Regions from separate parts of the Canis lupus genome. Here all the other regions are linked to region 3. The links are chromatin contacts, called in public Hi-C maps. All regions are on one chromosome and are shown on one strand. The core of a region is the stretch at or near the end of the contact, and the rest is flanking DNA. Distances in the headings are between cores, read along the strand shown.

Evidence for each region. Hi-C and Micro-C count contacts between places; a contact is called where the count stands out from the background.
Region 1: a contact with region 3 is called in a Hi-C map of blood, with 3 times the contacts expected there. The contact joins two enhancer-like sites. A contact is called at or near these places in 2 of 9 Hi-C or Micro-C datasets (both in blood).
Region 2: a Hi-C map of skin fibroblasts shows a contact between it and region 3, with 2.6 times the contacts expected there. The contact joins two enhancer-like sites. A contact is called at or near these places in 2 of 9 Hi-C or Micro-C datasets (blood and skin fibroblasts).

What each region holds. Positions count from the first base shown.
Region 1 is chr5:6,202,879-6,207,018 of UU_Cfam_GSD_1.0, reverse strand. The region is part of intron 8 of ETS1 (protein C-ets-1); the gene reads right to left. Among named protein-coding and RNA genes, the nearest start is that of ETS1, 120 kb to the right of the region's middle. Within about 2 kb of position 1,833, at least 4 of the 20 cell types and tissues checked have an H3K27ac peak or open chromatin away from gene starts, as enhancers often do. A contact at or near this core is called in blood, where this site is marked.
Region 2 is chr5:6,160,922-6,164,664 of UU_Cfam_GSD_1.0, reverse strand. All of the region lies in intron 3 of ETS1 (protein C-ets-1), which reads right to left. Among named protein-coding and RNA genes, the nearest start is that of ETS1, 79 kb to the right of the region's middle. Within about 2 kb of position 1,599, at least 6 of the 20 cell types and tissues checked have an H3K27ac peak or open chromatin away from gene starts, as enhancers often do.
Region 3 is chr5:6,386,922-6,390,975 of UU_Cfam_GSD_1.0, reverse strand. No RefSeq gene overlaps it. Among named protein-coding and RNA genes, the nearest start is that of ETS1, 300 kb to the right of the region's middle. Within about 2 kb of position 2,650, at least 5 of the 20 cell types and tissues checked have an H3K27ac peak or open chromatin away from gene starts, as enhancers often do. A contact at or near this core is called in blood, where this site is marked.

The DNA.
Region 1 (4,140 bases), core at 584-3,083, 180 kb after region 3:
TCTTCACATCCCTTTGGAGAGCGGAGGGCTAGTCACACCAAGCTGCGGGAGAGGAAGGAAGGACAGATCGGGATCCTTCCGCCCAGGCACATCCTGGTCATTGGCGGGGAGCAGCAGCCACATTCCAGGCCCCCAAGAGAAAGGCCCAAGAACGCCTCCCAGTCCCTGGCCCTTGAGACGGGGCAGCCAGAAAGTGCAAAGCGGGGAGTTTAAGTCCCGTCGCTGGCAGCAGCTCCCAGAGGCAGGGACGACGGACAGGACTACCCTTGCTGTTTCTCCTGCCCGGTGCCACGGCCCGAACGGACACGTCGCAGGCCTGTGTGTGATCCGTGTCTGCCTGTGGGGCCGGGTGGTGGGGCGGCGGCGGCAGGGTGAATTCTTGTCGTCTGTGGGTTTGTTTGTTTGTTTTCCCCATGGTGAATCTTCCTCTGTTCATAAGGAACATAAAACTGTGAAACTTGGGAACTAGGAGCCCAGATCGTGGGTGAGGTGCTCTCAAACTTCTTTTTTTCCTATTTACACCGCAGGCAAGAGGGAGCCTAAATAGGAAAACCAGATGCCTAACAAAAGCATACGGACTTTAATGGGGAGAAATGTCTCTGGTCAGCTTCACAACAAGCAAAGGCAAAACACGGTGATGTCAGCTCAAGTCTCCTTCCCCCGATTCTGGAAGACAGATCCTGTGAACCCACCCTTGCTGACAGGCACACACAGGGCTCCTGCCATGGGTCTCCTAAGGGGCTGTTCAGCCTTCAGAAGGCTTGCGTGTGGCACCAAATGAAAGGAGCCCGTGAGATCCACCCCCAAAGATTCCTCTTTCCTGAGGACTCTTTTTTTTTTTTTTTTTAAGATTTTATTTATTTATCCATGACAGATAGAGAGAGGCAGAGACACAGGCAGAGGGGGAAGCAGGCTCCCTGCAAGGAGCCCGATGCAGGACTCGATCCCGGGACCCCGGGGTCACGCCCTGAGCAGAAGGCAGACGCTCCACCACTGAGCCACCCAGGGGTCCCCCCTTTTGCAGATTGCCCTTTGGGTTATGGGGAGCCATAAATAGGAAGGACACAAATTATTGTCGCGGTTGCAAACGCCGGGTCAGGGCGCACATTCTGGGTCCGGGGTAGGTCCATCCCCTGGACGGACTCGTGGACAGTCAGTCTTACACTTGCTTCCACAACCAGGTGTCACGTTCACTTCAGGTCTGGGCAGGGATACGAGGGCCACCTGATGGAAGCACACAGCTGGGAGGCAGCTCCAGGACTGGATGTACACTGGCGACCCGTATCTGGGCCATGGGCACTTCTTAAGGCCCAGACTTGCTGAACCAAGGGAATGAGGCTGGTGCTCCCAGTCACAGACTCTCCCAGAGGACATTTCTGGATTGCCTCGGGTAGCTCTGCCCAAATCCCTGGGGCTGCATCTCTTGCCCTTGCTTCACCATATCCTAAAACCCTAAAGCCTCTTCCTCCTTCTCCCTGTACCCAGCCCCACCCACCCACCCAACTGGACGGTGCTCCCAGTGACCTCTGTCCCAGGGAGCAGAGAATGGTACTAAGAATAGTGCCAGTCATGGGAAGGGGGAGTTCGCATACTCAGTGTGACTCACAATGGTGTGCCTGTCTGGGGGCCCCAAGGCAGTCAACGGCGTCCTTCACCATGCTGCCCCGGGGTGTCACACATCAGGAATCCGGTGGCATCACTGGGAAACTATGCTTCTCAAGTAGAAACTCTCAGCCACAACAACAGAGGGGTCCCTGTTAGAAGAGAGTCTCTCTCCCCAGAAGTGCAGGAGGGAGGGCACCACACACACACACACACACACACACACACACTGGCTGGGCCTCCAGCTCCTCGCTGGCTGCAGCAGGGGGATTTCCTCTGACTGCTTTGTTCTCCTCAGCTTCTGGGTAAGAGGAAAGTTCTTAGTACAACACTGGCAGTTCTGATTTGAAGAACGTGACGAAACCTTAGAAGCAAGAGTATCAGGTGGGGACCCTCAAGGCACTTCAAATCCAAGGTGTCAGTCTCATTTATTTTTAAAGATCTTATTTATTTATTCATGAGAGACACAGAGAGAGAGGCAGAGACACAGGCAGAGAGAGAAGCAGGCTCCCTGCAGGGAGCCCGATGTGGGACTCGATCCCAGGTCTCCAGGATCAGGCCCTGGGCTGAAGGCAGATGTTCAACCACTGAGCCACCCAGGTGCCCTAGTCTCATTTTTTTTTTTTTTTAAGGCAAAGCTTCAAGTAAATTCCTACTCATCTGGGTGATGCTTTAGGTCCCCTCTCCTCATCCAGGAACTAGAAGGCCCGTCATCTATCCTGATGAGGGTCGGTTATTTAAAATCCCCTGCTGCCCAGCTGCTGCGGTTGTTATTGTTTCCTTACTCTGAGTCTAAGAAGTGAACAAGTTCAATACATGGAAAGAGGCGCGGACAAAAATCCTAGTAAGAGCCTCCTGGCAATCATACTTTCCGTTGGACAGCCTGTCGGGTGTCTTCTCATTTTCTAGGCCATGGCCATGGACTCACTGCTGGTGAACAGGGTGCAGGACTGCACTTCAATTTTTCTTTTTCATTTCAACAGCAAGACCTCACCTGGTCATCGGTGCCCCAGCATGAGGCTAACATGTGAGAGCTGAATTCCATGCAGACGGAGGTCAGCACGGGCCAGTCGCGCTCTCCGGGAGCCTTCTCTTGGGGTACGCCTACCGAGACCAGCCTGAGGGTGTGTCTGCCCTGGCCCATCTCTCTTATCACTAGTATATATGCTCTCCAGGGCAGAGGGGGTGTTTTTGCCGGGGTGCAATCCAAAGCCTAGGTGGGGGTCTCCCCAACAGATACCAACAACCTAAAGGCGACTTGCTGTCGAATGACGCCAGTTGTTAGCTCCTTTGCACACAGGCTACATCTTTCTGACACCTCTTTTCTTGGTGGCAGGTATGGTGTTTGGGACAAGTGCTCAGTAAACATTTACAGGCTCGTACAGCTGAAGCACTCGTCCTCTGCAGGAAGGTGTAAGGATCTGAAAGGCTACCCCAGCTGCTTCTCTCTATTAAACCCTATCTGGGACTAATCAACATGAGTGACTCCCAGGCTGTTGGATCAACACGTTCCCCAAAATAAAAACGCCCACACCACCTGTCCTTTGGGGATTCATTTGCTACTTTGAGAAGTTAATCTCTTCAGCTTGACTCTAAAAGTCAAATCAAATATCTCAGTGTGGGCAGGACACCACATTTATTTTAACCTATGAAACTCTCATGGTTGGTCACCCTTGCAACAGGGTAGACTCTGCTCTAAGAGCACACATCTGGCAGGTGGTCCTAAACCAGAGGAACGGGGCCTTGACTGGCCCCTCCCTTCCACCCAGGTGTCTCTACCCACAGCCAAACGATGATGGCAAAAACAGAACACCCAAATCCAGAAATGACCCATCTGTTCACAAATCTATCTTCCCCTCCTGCCACTGCAAAGGTGCCCACCGCTGGTGGTACAGGGGGTGACCCCAGAGTCTAGGAAGCATCACGCCCTTCCTGTCAACCCCCTTCTAAACGATCATTCACAAAAGATCTATTTCCACTAAGTCCTTATGAAACAAAGTTGGGTGACGACCAGGAAACATCCTGATGAGTTCTTGCCCTCCTTCTCCTGACAGGTGCTTGCCCTCTGAACCAAACTCCACCCAAAGCTGCAAAGCTCTTTTGCCTGAGAATGAATAACTAACTACTGCATGGTTTGGCCACCAAAGCACTGGTGGTCTTTTCAAAGACTTTTAAAAGAAAAGGAGGGACAGAGATTGCTTGATATTTTGGCTTGGGTTTACCTCTGTAGGTACCTTTTCCCCATTTCTTCTGAGTTATGCCCTTCCTTTGACTCAACCCCAACCCGATGTCCTCTCATCTCCAATATGATCTAAATATGGTACGTTCCATAACTAGTCAACAATGCCTCGGCTCAATGAATCACATGGTCCATCAGGAAGTTCCTGTATCAATCGCTAACAACTCAAGGACCAGCAGTTGGGGATACAGGTTCTAAAAATTCAACACACGGCCACAAAGAATACTATCTGACGGGTCCCCGGAGAACACCCTCCATGAACATAATGGACAATGACTTCATGAACTTGCATTTATTTA
Region 2 (3,743 bases), core at 350-2,849, 230 kb after region 3:
AAGTGAGCCACCAAAATAAAGCTGGGGCGTGCCCGGTGCAGCAGCAGGCAGCAGGAAGGCGCTTGAGCCTAGGACAGGCAGAGAGAGCCCCGGGAGCACGCGAGAGCAGCAGGGGAGAGTAGTGGGGGCTCTTACCCCGACACAGGAGTCCCCCTCCTCACGTCCTCTGATGGACAGCCTGGCTGCATTCCTTTATTCAGAAAGAGCTACTGTCTACTAAGGGGTATGGAGTTCCTTTGGGGGGGAGGGGGGTGATGAAAATGTGCTACAGTTATGCATCCATGATGCATCTGCAAAGTTATGCATCTGCGAAGGTACTAAACCCCTCCAAACCGTACCCTTTAAAATGGTGAAATTCATGTTATGGAAATTAAATCTCAATTAAAAAAACAATATACATATATATTTACCTATGTTTATAATATATATAATTTATTATATTTATATATATTTTATATATATATATAGTTGGGGTTTTTTTTTAAGGAGCTAGTGAGCCACCTGCTATGAGCCGAGCAATGCCTGGGTGATGGGGACCCTTCCCGTGGAGTTTCTCTCTCTTTCTGGGGGGGAAATAAACAAACCTCACACAGGCACACAAGCGAGGGCCCCACAGGCACACCTCATGATGAGCAAGAGAACGATGACTAAGACAAAAGGTTTTGCAATGGAGATGAACTGATGCAGCTGGGCTCCAGAAGCCTGGCGATGTCCTGGGTGTGTGTGGGGGGGAGGCAGCAGGGGGTCAAGGTGTGCCAAGGTGTGCAGGCCAACTCGGAGGGCAGATGGATGGCATACAGAGGAAGGGACGGCAGAGAGGCTGGGACCCTGCCACGTGGATGCCTCCTGAGATAGCAGAGAGGCTCTGCTCACTGGAGCCCCAGAGAGAGGCTGGGCAAGGTCCATTTCCAGAAGCTGACTTGTGGTATCTACAGCTTTGGGGCGGGGCCCGGGAGGGAAAGCCACAGAACACCCCATGTTCCCCCGACCCAAAGACGTCCCCAGAAGATGCTGCCCAAGCACTCATACTTCGATCTACAAGGCTTTCAAGAGGAAAAAATTTTTAATAATCTCCATCAGACCAGGTTCTTTCTGGAGGTTTCTCTCCCCACCCCTGGGGGGAGACAACAGAAGGTGAGGACAGACCAGGGCTTCAGACAAACACACACCCGGCCAGGCCCACTGGACAGGAACGGAGGAAGGTGCAGTCACAGCACTGTGACCAAAAGACATCTTTTGGAAAATTCTTTTCCAAGAGGGATCATGAGTTTTGTCCCCTGGAATGCCCCAGGGCGCTCCTGATTGGTGCCGGGGCCCTGACTCAGAATGAGCGCAGCTCCACCCTCAGATGAGTAAATAAACTGACCCCAGGAACCGAGGGGGGGGGGCAGCCGTGAGGCCAAGCCAGGGCAGGACGGAGGGCCGTGCCGACCGTGGAGCACGGCACCAACGATGACACCTGGAGCCCACTGGGGGACAGGCCTGCAGCGGGCCTGAGGGCGAATCCTGAGCCGCGGCCCCGTCCCCTCGGGGCGCAGCCCTGCCTTGGCAGCCGGCGCTGCTGCTTTATGATACACTGAATTAGTCACCGGATTAGCAGGCACATTTACACACACTGGCACACAGCTGTTTAAAGACACAGGATCCCCTTCTGGAGGTGCCAGATTCCGGCTGTAAATCAACCATCGCAATTGGCACCGGGCATGCTCGAGGGGCGGCTCCCGCACGTCGGGGAGGGAGCCAGGGCCCCAACGGGGAAGCTCCAGCAGCCGCCCTGGGTGCACGGACAGGACAGAGAGGACAGCAGGCAGGATTCCTGGGTCCTGAGGCTCATCATGGTCCGGGGGGGGGGGGGGGGGGGTTGCCCGATGGCTTCACCGGCCTGGGCCTTCCCGGGGCGGAGCAGGCTCTCCTCCCGGCCTGCTGCTCTCACAAGTAGCAGAGATTCCCTAAGGCAGCTCCCAGGGAAAGAAAGGATCCCAGCCAGGGCGAGGGGGAGAGTCCCTCGGGCAGCTAAAAATCATTCTGTGCCCCGATAACCACAATTCCAGGGAACGTCCTCACGGATGAAGGCAGAGGCAATGCCTGTAAATAAAGCTTTCAAGTTGGAAACGTGACCAAAGTCCTAATTCAAGTTCGGTAAGTATGCGTGAGAGGAAGAAGATATTGCTAACTGGCCACAGGGACTGCTCTGGCCCGCGGGTTATGGGGTGTCGAGTGGAAAATTTCTGCAACCAGGTTAACAGTAACCACAGTTTTAACAACCACTGAAGTCATAAGAGCGCTGTCAGCAATGAGCACAGTGGCCTATGAGATAACTATAAAAAAGACTATTGGACACCATGGCAGTGGAAAAGTATTGTCTCAAATCATCTCAAATCCTGACAACAGCCCTGAAAGCTCTTCATGATGACCCCCGTTGTAAGAACCAGAAAAAAAAAAAAAAAAAAAGCTTGGGGAAGTTAAATACTTGGCCTAAGGGCAAATGAGCAAGTAGAAAGGCTGAATTCGAACCCAGGACCAGCTCCCGTCAACCCTGCTCTTCCTAGGACACCACGGTTCCCACAGTGAGGCACATCATTATCACATGCACAATGAATGGCAGACCGTGATTTAGGGACAAAGATCACACTCTACAGAGCAACCTAAGTGCAAATCCCTTCCCTTTGCCTCAGAAGTCTCACCCACCGAATGGAAAAAAAGAGAGAAGATAGATCTCAAGATTATGGGAAAAAACTCGTGGCATAAGCAAATCCACCTGGCAAACAAAAAAACCAAATATAATTACTAAAAAAGGTACACTGCAGGGGGGTAATTTTGAGATTTGCAAATAGATTTGTGACTGGTTTGGGTAGAAGGAACCCATCTTACACCAGCTTGTAGAAATTCAAAGATTAATTAATTCTTTGGCATTGGTTTGCCCAGAAAAACACTGAAAAATAGTCTCTTCTTAGAAAGCAAGGTCTCTGAGAGCCACTGGAGATTGGACTCATCTCCGCTCCTCGCTCACTGTCTGCAGTGCCCCTGGGAGCACAACCTAACCAAACCCTAAGAACCCAGAGGCAAGTCGTCAAGGCCCAATCCCATTGAAAAAAACCAAAATCTCTGTTTTGTTCATCCACCACCTCAAATTCTTTGGAGACACTGAAGTCAGTTGGGAATTTCACGTTTCTCCCATCAGTCCATCCATCACAGAAGGCTACAGGTGAGGGCATGGAAAAGCCACAAAGCACCCCTAAGAGAAGCCTTCAGAAATCCAGAAATAAAGAAAGAGATACTTTACTTTTCAAAAAGAAAAAAAGAAAAAAAATCTTCAATTGAATCAAAGGTTAACTCCAGGTCCACCATGTAGACACTGATTCATTCCATGTGTGTTTATTTATCTATAAACATTCCTGTTGCATCAAGTGGCCTCAAGGCCTAGACTTGTGCCTCTGAACGTCCCCTCCCTGGAGAATTCTCAACCTAGGGTGGAGCTCTTACTTCATTCCTCGGTTTCTCAATCTGGAAAATGGGGGCCAAAGCCCTAGGTCCGAACATGAGTTTGGTGAATTCAGTTAGTGACTTTTCATTTGTGCATTTTGGATTTGAAAATGCACAGCCAAAATTCTGGGAACTATTTTTTGGGGAACTTTTTGGGGGCTCTCTCTGTATTACACATCCCAATGGTAGATATTTAGAGACCTACTGAATGTTTTTTTCTTCATTACCCTGATAATAATGAGGAGCCTAAAAGAGCGTAA
Region 3 (4,054 bases), core at 1,401-3,900:
AATATACAAAATTAAAGTGTATCAATCTAAAAGATTGCCTGCCCTTCATTCTGAAACCATGTTTTCTCTACCTTTTCATGTGTTAAAGCAATCCTGTTTTCATAGAGTTGAGTTAATAGTAGTGTTTAATTTGTTTCAACATCTGCACGTGGAAAAATCATACAAGGTTTTATTTTTTTATCATCTGTTAAACCCCAAATCAAATAAATTCTTCTCTGAATTCCTCATTTGCAGTCCGTCCTTCCCATTCCCACTGCCACCACCAACCTCAGGTTTCTATTATCTATTTTCTTGATAATTGCAACAATCTCCAAATGAATTTATTGGTTCCTGTGGTCTTTCTCCTTTCCCTATATTCTACGCAGAGACCACTGTCACAGGAAACAGGGCCTGGATAGAGTCATTCTCCTTTTCAACACCTCCTCAGAGCACCACCACCATGGCAATTTCTCTCATCTGCTTAGATTCATGATGGAGCTAAACACAAGATCCAGCTTTCAGGACTCTCCAGGGGCCTCACACTCCCTTGTCAAACCTGATCTAGCCACTCTCTTGCTCACCACCTTGTTTTATTTCCTTCATGATGTTTATCACTATCAGGAACCTTGTGGTGTATATTCTTTGTGTTTACTCTGTCTCCTTCCCACACATGTACTAGAATATAAGTTACTTGAAGACAGGAATTTGATTTTTGTTCATTACTGATCCTTAAAAGCTACCCTATAGCAAAAGTCTTCTAGAATTAGTTCTTGAAAAATATAAATGGGGAAAAAACAATGAATGATAAAAAAGAAAAAAAGAAAAAGAAATCTCTCCCAATCTCAACACCTCTTCTAAGGTCAGTAGTTCTCAACTGATGATGATTCCCAGTGTCAAACGGTGTGTATCTCTTCCTTTCTACGGCAACAAAGGGAAGCTCAGCAGTGTGTGTAGGAGAGCAGACACCAACATTCTCTTTGTGACTATCCATTTCAGAGGAGAAATGCATCGTTTGGAACTTGCTGGCCATGGAGGAATGGATTTGCAGGTTTCTCTACCAGTAGCTGCTAAAAGTTAGATAAGTTTATGAGTAAAAATATGCAAAAATGGTGAACATGAATAGAGAGAAAAAGACAGTCAAAGAAGAGGCTGTTACTCTGGAAAACTAGTGCGCCTTTCAGCAAAGAACTCATAATGAATCAATTGTCAGCTCAGCTGAACTGTTTGTGAATGGAATGCTTTCTGTTGCATGAATGAATACAGTTCCATAATTTACAAAAAGTGACTCAAAATGGGCTGAGATATGAACATGATTTGACTGATCAATTACTGCACATGTTTTCCCTCCTGTCAGCCACAGTCATGTTGGTTTTACTCTGTCACCCAGATACTAGTAAGCCATAGCCAAGTTGTAGGAGAAACCCAGTCATTTATAATGTAACTAGAGAACTGTCCATCTGCTCTTTCCACACTGAGGAGCAGCTCTGATTTGAGGACTAAGGGCTTCAGGCCAGCGAAGACCTTTCCACTCTCAGCTTTCTCTGAGCCAGAAAACTCGTACAGCACTGCACTGTTGAATCTTAGACCTGAGGTCTATAAAACTCATTTAGTTTCTTCTGTTGTCTTTTTGCAGGCTGGAACCAAGTTTAACAAGAAAAAATAAATGATTGTAAGAAATATAATTAAAGCTTCCTGAAAAGGAAAACCTTGGTGACTTTAGGTAAGTTGTCTCTAGCCTCTTAAATCTTACAGTCAGAGAGTTTTTCTGTTATTGTTTTGTTGTGTTCTTGTTACAATATTGGGCTGACAATCCCCACCTCTAACTTGTTCTTTTTTATCCTGTACTTTATGGAGCTAGCAGAACCACTGGCCTGCACTTAGGAAAGAGGTGTATGCTATGCAATTTACCTTATCAGTTTCCTCTATTATATGCATATTCTGCTTAAGGAATAGATTTTGTTTAAACAGAAGTACCCAGCAGTATTACTAAAACCTCATTTTCAGCATATAGTTTTATTTAGCAATCAATCCTTCCAGAAATAAGGAAAATAGGCAGATTGCCCTGATATGTTTAACACATTTTGTACCCATCAAATTAGGGCTCAATCTGTCCTTACTCTTCAAACTAGAAGCCTAGATATAAAATCAAGTTCACGTAAAACTTCTGCCCACAATGAAGTCTTAATAGTCTGGGTCAAGGGGGAGTCATGTGTTCTAAAATCTTGCCACTAGAGGGAGTAAAACCCAGCAGTCTGCAAAGCATCGCCCTTGCAATGTTGACTGTTTTACCTTTCTCTTTAAACAAATGATCCTCAGCTCAGTTGCCCCAGAAAAACACCAGCATCTGGTGTGCTGTGTTTATTCTGAGGTTACTATTTCTAAAAATAGTTTTCTGAAAAATTGTCCTCTCTGACTGGGAAGCACACAGGCAGAGTGGTGATCAAGTGGGAGGTTCTCCTACCTCAGAAGGTCCCTGGAAGCTGGGAGTATGGGACATGAACAGACTTTTAAAAAGCACAAAACTAATTTACATGTGAGAGCTACAGGTGCCCATGAGGCCTCTGGTGGGCGAGATTCACCAAACCTTATAAAAGCAGAAGGCTGGCTGGAAGCTATGGACATCCCCACTGAGCTAATGCTCTTTAGGTGCCCACACAGGTGACAGGGAACATGCAGCTCTGCATGACAGATTTACTTCAGCCAGTTGGTGGCAGATGAATGAGGGCTTGCCAACCTCTGGTTGTCTTCCAGGCAGCACGAGGGGAAACAGGTGTGTGTGTGTGTGTGTGTGTGCGCGCGCGTGCATGTGTATGCTCACAAACCTGCTAGAAGGAAGAGAATGGAGACAGCCAAGATTTAGGGGGGTGGGTGTCTCTCCATTTCCCTCCTCCAACTATTACCCCTATCTAATCTTCCAATTTCTAGTAAGGAGTTGCCATTGTTGGAGTCATTCTTATTTCTCTATAGAGTCCATTCTAAAATCCCCTATAGAACTAAAGTAAAAGATTCCAGAAGTGGAATCTCTGTCCTCCTGAAGGGCATTTGAGACAACACTGTGCACTTCCCAGTAGGGAGCTGTGTACTCTTCTGTCTTAGGACCCCAGCCCTATTTCCGGTGCCTCCAGCTTCCCTCTCCTGGTTGGGATTGTCATGATGCCTCAGCATTAAACCCAACCCATCTCCAGTGGGTTGGAAGCAGGCTGTAGGTGTCACTCATGTCCTGGGCAACACCACACAACACGTGGGAGAATCTGGCATGCACACGCCCTCTACAGAGAGAGAACCAGCCACTTCCCCCTTTGGCAGACCCCGAGCCACGTAGGAAGCAGCTATTCTAGGTGTCTTCCAGGGTAGGTTGCCAGAGGATAAATTCTCTGTGTCACCCTGATGAACTCATGGGACAGTTTTGTCTACTTGGATACTGGAGAAGCCCACCCTGAACTTTCAGTGTTATTGCTGAAGTTTGTAGTTTCTCAGCCTTTATGTGGATGTAGAAAGAACAGCAGACTGGATATTAGGGGACTTCTGGCTTCTAGTGGCTGCGCTATGTATTGGTTATCTAATTCTGATTTGAGACAGTTTGTTGAGCTCTCCAGGCCATGGTTTCCTCATCCAGAAAACGGGAATGTTAGACAAGACTTTCTGTTAGGATCTTTCTGATGCAAAAGGTCCATGATTTCTGTCTGGAGAATCCAGCTTCTTCTACCATTTCTAGCCCACTGCCTCCACCTGAAAGTCAATAGAGGTCTTGGTGCACCGAGGTGCACTACCAACCCCAGGGCACAGAGCCACACTGTGTGGGAGGACGCAAATTTAGAAGGAAACAAGCTTCATTTAATCTGCCTGATATGGTTATCTCTCTGAGACTTGTGCCCATGCAAGCGAGATGGGGGTGAGGAGGAAGGGAGGGGGACACACCATCAAATGTCAAATGTTTAGCAAAGACTTTGAAGTCTGACAATTGAGACTTCCGGTAACTTTTGTCTCTACTTTTGTAAAACAGAGAGGGAAGGGGGAGAAAAGGGTAAGGGACAGACAGAAAGAGTTGAGAGAGAGGGGACAAAAAAAAAAATGG